2 separate regions of the Astyanax mexicanus genome follow, and region 2 is linked to region 1. Evidence: chromatin contacts called from public Hi-C data. All regions are on one chromosome and are shown on one strand. The core of a region is the stretch at or near the end of the contact, and the rest is flanking DNA. Distances in the headings are between cores, read along the strand shown.

The links. A called contact is a pair of places that touch in the nucleus more often than the background predicts.
Region 2: a contact with region 1 is called in a Hi-C map of muscle, with 19 times the contacts expected there. The contact joins the enhancer-like site here to the promoter of nutf2 in region 1. A contact is called at or near these places in 2 of 3 Hi-C or Micro-C datasets (both in muscle).

The regions. Positions count from the first base shown.
Region 1 is chr9:25,716,597-25,721,402 of AstMex3_surface, reverse strand. It overlaps nutf2 (nuclear transport factor 2), which reads left to right and starts at 2,403. Exons shown (of 5, transcript XM_022679710.2): 1 at 2,403-2,424. tsnaxip1 (translin-associated factor X interacting protein 1) reads left to right here. Exons shown (of 16, transcript XM_022679709.2): 11 at 21-149; 12 at 1,023-1,181; 13 at 1,561-1,670; 14 at 1,787-1,910; 15 at 2,119-2,225; 16 at 2,350-3,120. The coding sequence ends at 2,554.
Region 2 is chr9:25,749,314-25,754,119 of AstMex3_surface, reverse strand. The region is part of intron 3 of ranbp10 (RAN binding protein 10); the gene reads right to left. Among protein-coding and RNA genes, the nearest start is that of ranbp10, 24 kb to the right of the region's middle. Within about 2 kb of position 1,864, the one cell type or tissue checked has an H3K27ac peak away from gene starts, as active enhancers do.

The sequences.
Region 1 (4,806 bases), core at 1,154-3,653:
ACAAACTTTGTTTCTCTTAGGGTACCTCCAGTAATGTTCCCATCTACCTGCGCTACGAGGGGCAGCTAAAGAACCTCAGGCTGAATAAAGCTGATGTTGTCAGAATTATAAAAGACATATGGAGGGAGAAAGCATTTGAAGATGAGAAGGTAGTCTGCAATGGAAAAATGCCAACTACCTTCTACTCACCTATATTGGGAAAAAAAATCTGAGTGACTTTGTCCAGCCAATAGATTTCATCCTGGTATTGTGCCAACAAGATTATGTGTGTTACCTCAACAAGCAGTTCTGTACGCCACATGGAGAAACACCATTGAGCTCCTCAGTGCACACCAGTGGTTTTGAAAGGCACACCCATGTGCAGTTCCTGGAAATTTCTCATTGGCTCCTGTCATAATCTGTTTGAATATTGGGTGTATCCCTAGCACAGCTTGAGTCTCCATTAGTGTGTAGTCAATCCTCCAAATTACCTTCTCCTTTGTCAGCAAGTATGATTTTTATCTAATCGCTCACTGCGTGTCCTCATTGTTGCAGGTTGGAAGAGCAAGTTACTATTTTTTGTGCTACTAAGTGAGACAGTGTTGGCAATGTACCGCAGTGTACTTACTTGTGTTGTCTATACTGTACAGTTAAGATGGATCTGGTTAAAACAAAACATTTACCTTACATTCCTTATTTTATAATTTAACTAACCAAGGACAGTGAAGTTAAGATTTCTTGTACTGCAGGTAGAACATTTCTTGTTCAGTAAACACTAACTAATTTTTAAACAAATTTTCTGAGGTGAAATTTTGTAGTTATGTTAACATGAAGTCAATGACAGCCTCAACAAAATATTTAGTATTGTTTGAACAAGAAAATCTAAGAAATAAATATTCTTAAGAATTTTTACAAATGCAGATGTTGATGCTAAAAATGCATGATGTTGCCTTAATATTTGGGGTTTCTTTGCCATTTCTTTTTTGTTGTGTAATAAATGAATGGAAGTGATAATGCATTTATTTGTGGTGTGCCTCTCCAAGAGAGAAAACAGCAGCGACCTGAAGGAGTTTCTACACCAGTACATGCAGAGACAGTATGGAGGGCAGGCTGGAGAGTGGATCTACAGTTTGATGCACTGCATTAATTGCAACCTAAAAGATGACTTTATTAGCCTCTTCTATGACATACTCACTGACAAGGTTGGTGTTTCAAAATGAAGCTTAATATTATGTGACAGAAATGATTGTATTCATTATTGTATTGTATTCAATTCCTTGATCCACAGTGTCACGTGTTTGCTAGAACCTTGTCATAGCATTACCTCCTACAGTGGACAGCACAGTGGGTGGATATGATCGTGAGCGGTGGCATCTGTCTAGAATTGTCTATGCAAATAAAAAAAGACTCTGGAAAAAAACAGTAAATATTCAGTGCAGGAGACAGCACACGTATATCCCAAAAGTTAGTTCAGCCTTCTTTAGCTTCCATAGGACATGGCAAAATGACATTGACATGTCAGTGTATTAAAAATGTAGACTGTGATATGTCTGTTTGCTTTACTCTGTTTTTCTGTACCAGGTGCACGAGAGTTTGTACCACAGCCAGACCCAAATGCTTTCCCACCTCCTTAAGGTGTTCGTACAGAGTGACAGCACTGAGAGTGGTTTGTTCACTGCATCTGAATTCAGGTATTCAGGGAGATACATCCATTATAGTAAGGAGGAGTATACAAATATAACATATGTGATATGTGTTCTTGCTGTGGTGTGTGCTTGCTGTGCATTTTTACAACTGCTGATTTCAGTGAGGCTCTCAGGAAAGCTTTTCCACTGAAGGGAGATCAGGATTTAGAGGAACTGATAGCAGCTGCACAGTCAGAACTGGAGACCAGTGAAGGAAGCATTGCCTATCAGAGGCTGTACACAGAGGTGAGCTCTTATACAGGCAATGTCACATTAAATGTGTCTGAATGAAACTATTGTTCTGCACTTATTCTTAATCCTTCTTATAGAGTGTAGTGTGCTCTGATTTTATAAGTGCTTTAGAGTCTAAAGCCATGGTCAACTATCTAATTTTTTTTGCTATTAAAGTGGATGATGTGTTATATTTTACAATACATTTTGTCTCCCATTCAAGGATACAGATGGGAAGCATGGTCACTTCCTTGGTATAGTGAAAAGGCAGGCTACAACAGAGAGACATCAGTACATCAACCAGTTGAGGACTCAGCTGGAGGGCAAAGAGTAAGTGGCAATGATGTGACAAATATATGAAATATAATAATAGTAAATTAGTGGCATTACACTAATCAAAAGTTATTAAATTACTAGAAATTTTAGAGCCATTTCCCACGTGCCATTTTTGCAGGGAAGTCAGTGTGGAGGACTTAACATCTGCTTTCAAAAAGATTGATCCTACACTGGACTCAGAATCTCTGAAACGGTACCTACAGATAGCCTTTCACACTAAAGACCCACACCTGCACCCAGAACTTCTGAGCACTGAAGTACCAATACAGCGCCTCTCTGTGGCCAACGTGTGCAGGGCAGGACTCATGCCTCACCCAGAGTAAACTCTCCATTGTTTGATTTTTATATAATATTTAATAACATATCATGTACACTCTTATATGGATCCTGATCTTGGAACAAATGTTTATAAGAAAGTATGCCTATCAATGCTCTCATGCAAAAACTACTTTATGTACAATGGATGCAAAAACTTTTTCCTTGGCCAGCAGTTGACCTCAAAACCTAATCAACCAAAGCATTTAAGTTACTAATGTACGTTTAGACTACAAGAAAGCTGCAATAAGCAAAATCAGACACAAATAACAATATGATGATTTCTCTTAAATCCTCCATTTTTATTATTTATTTTCTATCCATTCATTATTAAAATGTATGAATATAAAGAATAACTGTCTGATTCAACTTAAAAGTGAAAGTCAAAAAGTGAAAAGAGCAACATTAGAGGATTAGAGAGTTTTTGTGAAAACATGGATATGAGATTGGTTAATTGTATAATCAAGAGAAATAGAAAAGTAACAAACAAATACTATCACTTGTCCTTGTGCTTTTTATGTTGACATGTTTTTATATTTTATTTTAAAGAAACATTAAAAGCTACCAAAAGCTAAACTTAACAAGTGTGTTTTATTCACAAAGGGTAGCCTTTTTTAAAACAGATATTTTTTATGACATTTAAGTTTAATTTACGTTACAAAGATGACCATAACAGAGTTGACATTTTTCACCATTTTATGGTACTTTTGCATCTCCATGTTCCATGATCTCAAACTAGATTTTATTAGATAACATGTCTGAAAACATTTTTATGTATTTTCAATTATCATTATCATTATTTATCACAAAAATATTATTAGAATATTATCACATCATTTATTATCACAAAAATAAATATTTGACTAATAATTAATACTTGTTTTATCCTCAGAATTGTATACAAAATAATAAAAGAAGAAGATCTCTATATCTCTATGATATGTTCTCTCTCCCACATCAGAACACTGCTAATTTAAATTTAAAACAAACAAAAGACTTTCGCTTTTGTGTATGTTTTGTGTAGAAATGTGTGTATATTTGTGTATTATTACCAGCTGTTATTACTATTATTGTTGTTGTTCCAAACTGGTTTTAGTAAAGACTTATGTTGGAAATGGGAAGATATTTATCCTCAGTTCTAGAAAGGACCACATATTTAACTAGCTACAGAAGAAAACACCAACTCCCAGCATTCCTATGTCGGCTAATGTGCGCATGCGCGGCCGAGGAGGCGGTTCGACTTCTCACCGCGGCGCGCGCCGTAACCGCCATAACTGGAACCGGGGGATCGGTTTGGGTTCACTGAGGTAAGTTAGACACCGGTAACGCCCGCGCTGTTTACCGGGGAGCCGCGAGTGTCCGTCTACGAGCTCTGAGCACAGAATCCCTGGAGCACCGCGGAACGGTTCCTCTTTTAGCCAGCCAGAGGCTGCGGGTCCGGCGGACTGTCTGTCTGTCAGGACACGCCTATGAGAGAAAGCGGCGGTACGGGCCGGGCCGGGGCTCAGAGCGCTAGCGCTACGGCGGAGGGCTCAAGTGGCTCGTGGGTATTTTTAGAAAGGAGCGAAAAGTGTGGACTGGAGTCGCATGTCTCTACAGAGCCCTGTGCTGCTGCTGCTGCTGCTGCAGGCCCACATTCTCGCTGGGGCTTGGGGTCTGACACAGCGCGCTAGGTTAGCTCGCCCGTGTTGATATTAGTTAGCGAGCGAGCAGAACGGGGGAATGAATCAGTGCACGCGCAGCAAGCTAGCGTTAACTAGCCGTTAGCTGAATAGTACAGGACCATCACAAGTCAGCGTGGCTAACTTAACGTAGATATGCTAGCTAGCACTGGTCAAATTTGGTGTCTTGTCCAGCTAACTGAGCTTCTAAGTCAGTCACTGGGCTGGCTACAAACCTCACACGATAACTTAGCAGTTTTACTATACTAGCTAGCTATGCTAAGCTAACGTATCTATCTGTGAGAGGAGTCTATGGTTAATTAGCTAGGTTAGCTAGCTAGCTACCCTAGCTATGCTGGTCGTACTGAAGCCGAGCAGGAATTTCACACTGCTAAGCTAGGTTAGCCAATGCTAGCTCAAAATTAGCCAACAGACAGCTCAAATTCCCAAACGGGACTCGGTAAAATGCGGAATCCAGTGTTCTGTCAAAAGTTGTGCTACCTTGTCAAACCGTGCTACCCTGTTGTATATTTAATAAGTTAAAATTGACTAAACGTATTGGATAAATTTATGGTCCAATAACTTAAATATTTTGTATC
Region 2 (4,806 bases), core at 615-3,114, 33 kb before region 1:
ATACCCAAGTATTTATATGTAACACCAAAAACACAGCATGATGTACACATTTAACTGACTAACTATTTAACTGAGAAATATAGATTTGTTATAATAAACTTGAGTTCCTCTCAGCAAACTGTATTATGCTGATAGAGAGGGTGAAATAAATTTGCTATGCTACTATTTTAAAGATAATGTTTCTATACTGTATTTCGCACAAGACTGTACTCTGTTAAGTATCATGGCACCAGAAACCAAACCATTTCCACACAAATGACCCACATACTTTTATTAAAAATAAAATTGCCTGTAAATACAATATTTTATTTGTGTGTTAAACCAAACCAATATGTGATCCAATCACCAAAACTCCAGAGACACATATCTGACCACTTTTAAACGTGCTTTGATTGATCTGCAGTGCAATGTCTCAGATTACCTCTGTGGTACTCTGATCACAATGCATCCTAAGTATGTTTTCACCAGGCTTTTCCTGTGGTCAAACAAAATCAGAAAAAAAAACGCAGAGACGCATTTCTCTCTCCACTTCCGAATGTGGTCAACCAAACACAATGTGGATTTTCTGGGGTCAAATAAAATCTGAATATGATCTGATTAAAAAGCGTCTAGAATAATTCTGAATGTGATTTGAGTGATCCAACTGCAATCCAATTAAATCACAATATGTTCTTGGTGTTTATACCCCTGGCTTTTTATTGTGGTCAAACTAAATCCAAATGTGATCAAATTAGGGCTGCACAAAATATTGCATGAACAAGCATGAGTCATCGAATGTGGGCATTTGCAATAGTCACATCGTAACATGTTTTTTTGCTCTATAATGCAAGTAAAAATGTGTAATATTATCACTAGAGACAGGTTATATTTTCCCAAAATAATTCATTTCAATCCTATATTCTATACACAGATTACATTATTAATATTGTGACATGCTGGATCACTGGCTTCAGATCTGGTAAAACTTTTAGTTTTCCCATTGTCATTTCTGTAATGTCATTTTTGTGGAGCCCTAAAAAAAATAAAAACACACCAAAATTGTAGAAATGCAATTCTGACCAAATGTGGTAATCTGATCATAATCTAATCACACTGTGATTAGGTGTTCTTACACTAGTCTCTGCATGTGGTTAAGAGACATCTAACTGAGATCTGATCAGTAAAAATGCAGTGCAGAGTCTCTTATCACATCAGAATGTGGTAATTTAATCACAATGCCCCCTAAGTGTGCTTTTGCCAGCAGCTCATGTGGTCAAGTAAACTCTGAACATAATCTGACCCCCATAAATGCAGACTGAATGTTAATGCAAGGTGCAAACAGCTTTACTGAGCCTGTTCTTACAACTGTTTTTCCATTCACTCACTTCAGCTGTTCAGCAGAACATGCAATGCCTCACCCGGCCAGAAAGAGGCATCAGACTACAGGTCAGGTCAGCCTGAGCAGAAATGAGTCACTCCACTCCCAGCAACACTTACTGTTCACCGCAGACACTGTGAATCCCAATGCGGCCTGTGCAGACCAGTACTAGGCATTGCATATGGTAGTGTGTGAATGGCCTGGCATTACTGCGGAACCCTTTCTACAAAATGTAACCGATGTATCAGCAGTGCAGAGAGACGGATTGCACAGACGCAGACCAAAAACAAGGAGAAAGAGAGAAAAAAGTAAAATCATGTGGGTGGAGGGGTGGAAAGTAGGTCGTGTGTGAACTGTGAGGTATTAGATTAATCTGCAGAGCAGCACTGACCGGGATATTGCTCCTAAAGCCGCGTTCACTGTTCCCTCCATGCTAATGAAATGGGCAGGGCTCCACTATGGGATCAGAGACGCAGAGGTCAACAGGGCGCGTAAAACCATTATGCTCCAATCACACACACATACACAAACCTCAACACACACACGCAGGTGACATCACCGCTCTTCCTCAGCAACAGCCGTGTCAAATCATACATCACCACTCAACAACACTCACTCAATTACCCTAACTGATGGGTGCAATGAAAACAAAAACTCAAAACTAAAGCAGACAAATCTAGGTGCAGCTAAGGCATCTCACACAAATAACAACACTACATTGGTGCTTATACTAGAATGCTGCCTCAGGCCAAGACTAAAATACAATAGGAAAAAAAAAAGCCCAGCCTACATGAGCACATTTACATTTCCATCATATTCCAACCCCCCTGAAACAAAGAGCAGCAGCAGCACAGGCTGAATTGTACTGGGGAGTGCTAGTCAGCAGGTGTGTGTAGAATTGGCTGGATGACTCCAAAGCATTCCAAAGGCCTCAGGCGTCATGGAGAAGCCAATAGGCAGGTGATGGAATCACAGGCTGGGGTCAGCTGAATAGACAGAGGAGCCTGGCTGTGCCATGTATTTGGTCAGGAGCGGACAAGGATCAGGGAACAGCAGGGAGCAACCAAACTGTTAGTTCTAAGTGCTCCTAAAGGTCTAAAAAGTAAAGAAATGTGTGTTTGGTAGATTATTATTACATTTTTTTGTTACGATGCTTCTTGTCAAGAAATCCTATACCTTTAAGAAGTTTGTCATTTGTAATGAACAAAACTTGTAAGGAACAAAAATCCTTTGCCATTGGCAAACAGCTTATTCTGCCATTGACTCCTTTGTTGTTTGAAGATCCTCTTGGGGTGTCATCTTCTTGGGACGCCCACTTCACAGCCTGTCTCTGACATACCCCATACATGTAACTTTACCATCAGTTTGGAGATGGTACTGGGGTTCAATCCAAACAATGCCTCAACTTGGTTTTGCACAACACCAGCTTGAAGTTGCCCTATCGCATGGGTCCTCTCCAGATCAGTCAAACGTAGCATGCCAATTCCTGGAGCAGACTCTTGCTGACCACTGTAGCAGGGCCCACGCACCTGATTGGCAGCTCATGGGGGTACCAGAAGCTCAAAACAAGTGTCGGTAGCAAAATAAACAGTTTGGCAATGGCAGAGATACACATACTCAGCTCTGCTGCTCACCCCACAAATGCATGTTTCTTACAAATTTAAAAGTTCAATTAACAGGCTTTTTAAACGATATTAAGATTTATTGTCTGGAAGCATTGTTACAACAAATAATAATAATAATCTACCAAACACAATTTTTTGTGCTAAATTTGGATAAAAAAACCTATAAGCTATTTTCCAACCTAAAGGAAAAACAGCAACTATTAGAATATGGATTATAAATTTGACATCATTTAATACTTTCTATATCTATATAGTAAAATATTGAGCTTTACATTACTGTGTGCAGGTGAGCGTTATCCTGCTGAAAAATGGCAGTGTCAGGTTTTGCCAAAAGAGGCAACACATATGGCAGGGGGAGTCCTGCACAATATTGCTGAGCTGTTAATGTCCCTCATATCACTACTGGGGTGACCGACTGTTGTACATGATGGCTTCCCAGATCATCTTACCAGCATCTGGGGCAGTGTATCGCTCCACAGCTAAGGCATTTTCGAAACACTCACCAAGAGGTCTCCATATCCTAACCAAAACAAATCACTGGTTCCCAAACAGAATCTGGATTCTTTGCTCAAGATGATACAGTTCCATACACTTTCATAGCAGTCCAGGTTTCTCATTCAAGAAAACACTACAAAAATCATTCTGCTTCTTTCAGTCCAATGATGTGCCCCCTCTTAGCAAAATATCTTCGAGTTTGTCAAAGAGGTGTGTCTTGAGGTCAATGATCTCTCACCAAGGGGTACACTTCCCAGAAGTAGCCACTGAGAGCCTTTTTATAAGGCAAAGGGAAAAGCCTTTTTAACACCTCTTGCAGCAACCAGGGTATACTTAGACCATACCTGTAATAATTCATATTTAATATCAATACATTATATACTGTATAAATATAAATACAGAACCAGTCAAAAGTTTGGACACACCATTTTGTCCCTACAATGTGACCCCTTCCTTTCCTGGGGCAGTCCTGATGAGAGCCAGTTTTATCATAACGTTTTTAATGGTCTTTGCGACTACACTTGTGGATACTATTTTAAAGTTCTTAAAATTTTTCGGATTGACTGATCTTCATTTCTTAATTTTTCTTAATTTTTCTGAGTTAGTTTTTGCCATAATACAGATTAGATCATTACTCAAATAGGCTATTCACTGTCTATATCTTGGTGTTTCCAAACTTTTGACCAGTACTATATTTCTATGGTAGTTCTTTACATATGTTTGTTGAAAACCAATACTGGCATGTTGGCACCCATGTTGGTTATGTAACACTTCTTCATCTGTGTTGAACATTTATAGGTAATTTATTGATAATAATCTGTATATACACCTTATTATTAAGTGCAATTTTTCAACTATATATATTCTACTACCAAAAATAAATGTGGCAAATAAATGTGGCAAACTATAATTAGCAAAAAAAAAACACTTCTATCTTATCTTATTTATTTAAATGACCACAGCAGTCAATAATATCAATTACTGGCTCAAAGCTACTGCGGATTCTGCCAAAAAATCACTACTGTTGTACCGCACCAATAGAAGCACACTGCAGCTGACGATAACATCACCTAGCACTATTTCTTAAACATGACATCTTATTCATCATCATTAAAATAGTCTCAGCATTGAACAGAACATGATCTATTATTTAGGAACAGTGCGCTCAATTGAGCTCACCACACAACCCTCCAATCCCACCATTCACTTTCTTACAGTGGCTTTAACAGTAAACATTGTAATCCACTATATTCTTTAATTACATTCAATCCAATCAACTTAATTCAAACCAATCTAATAAAGGCTTTTCATGCCTCCTTCTACAGTACA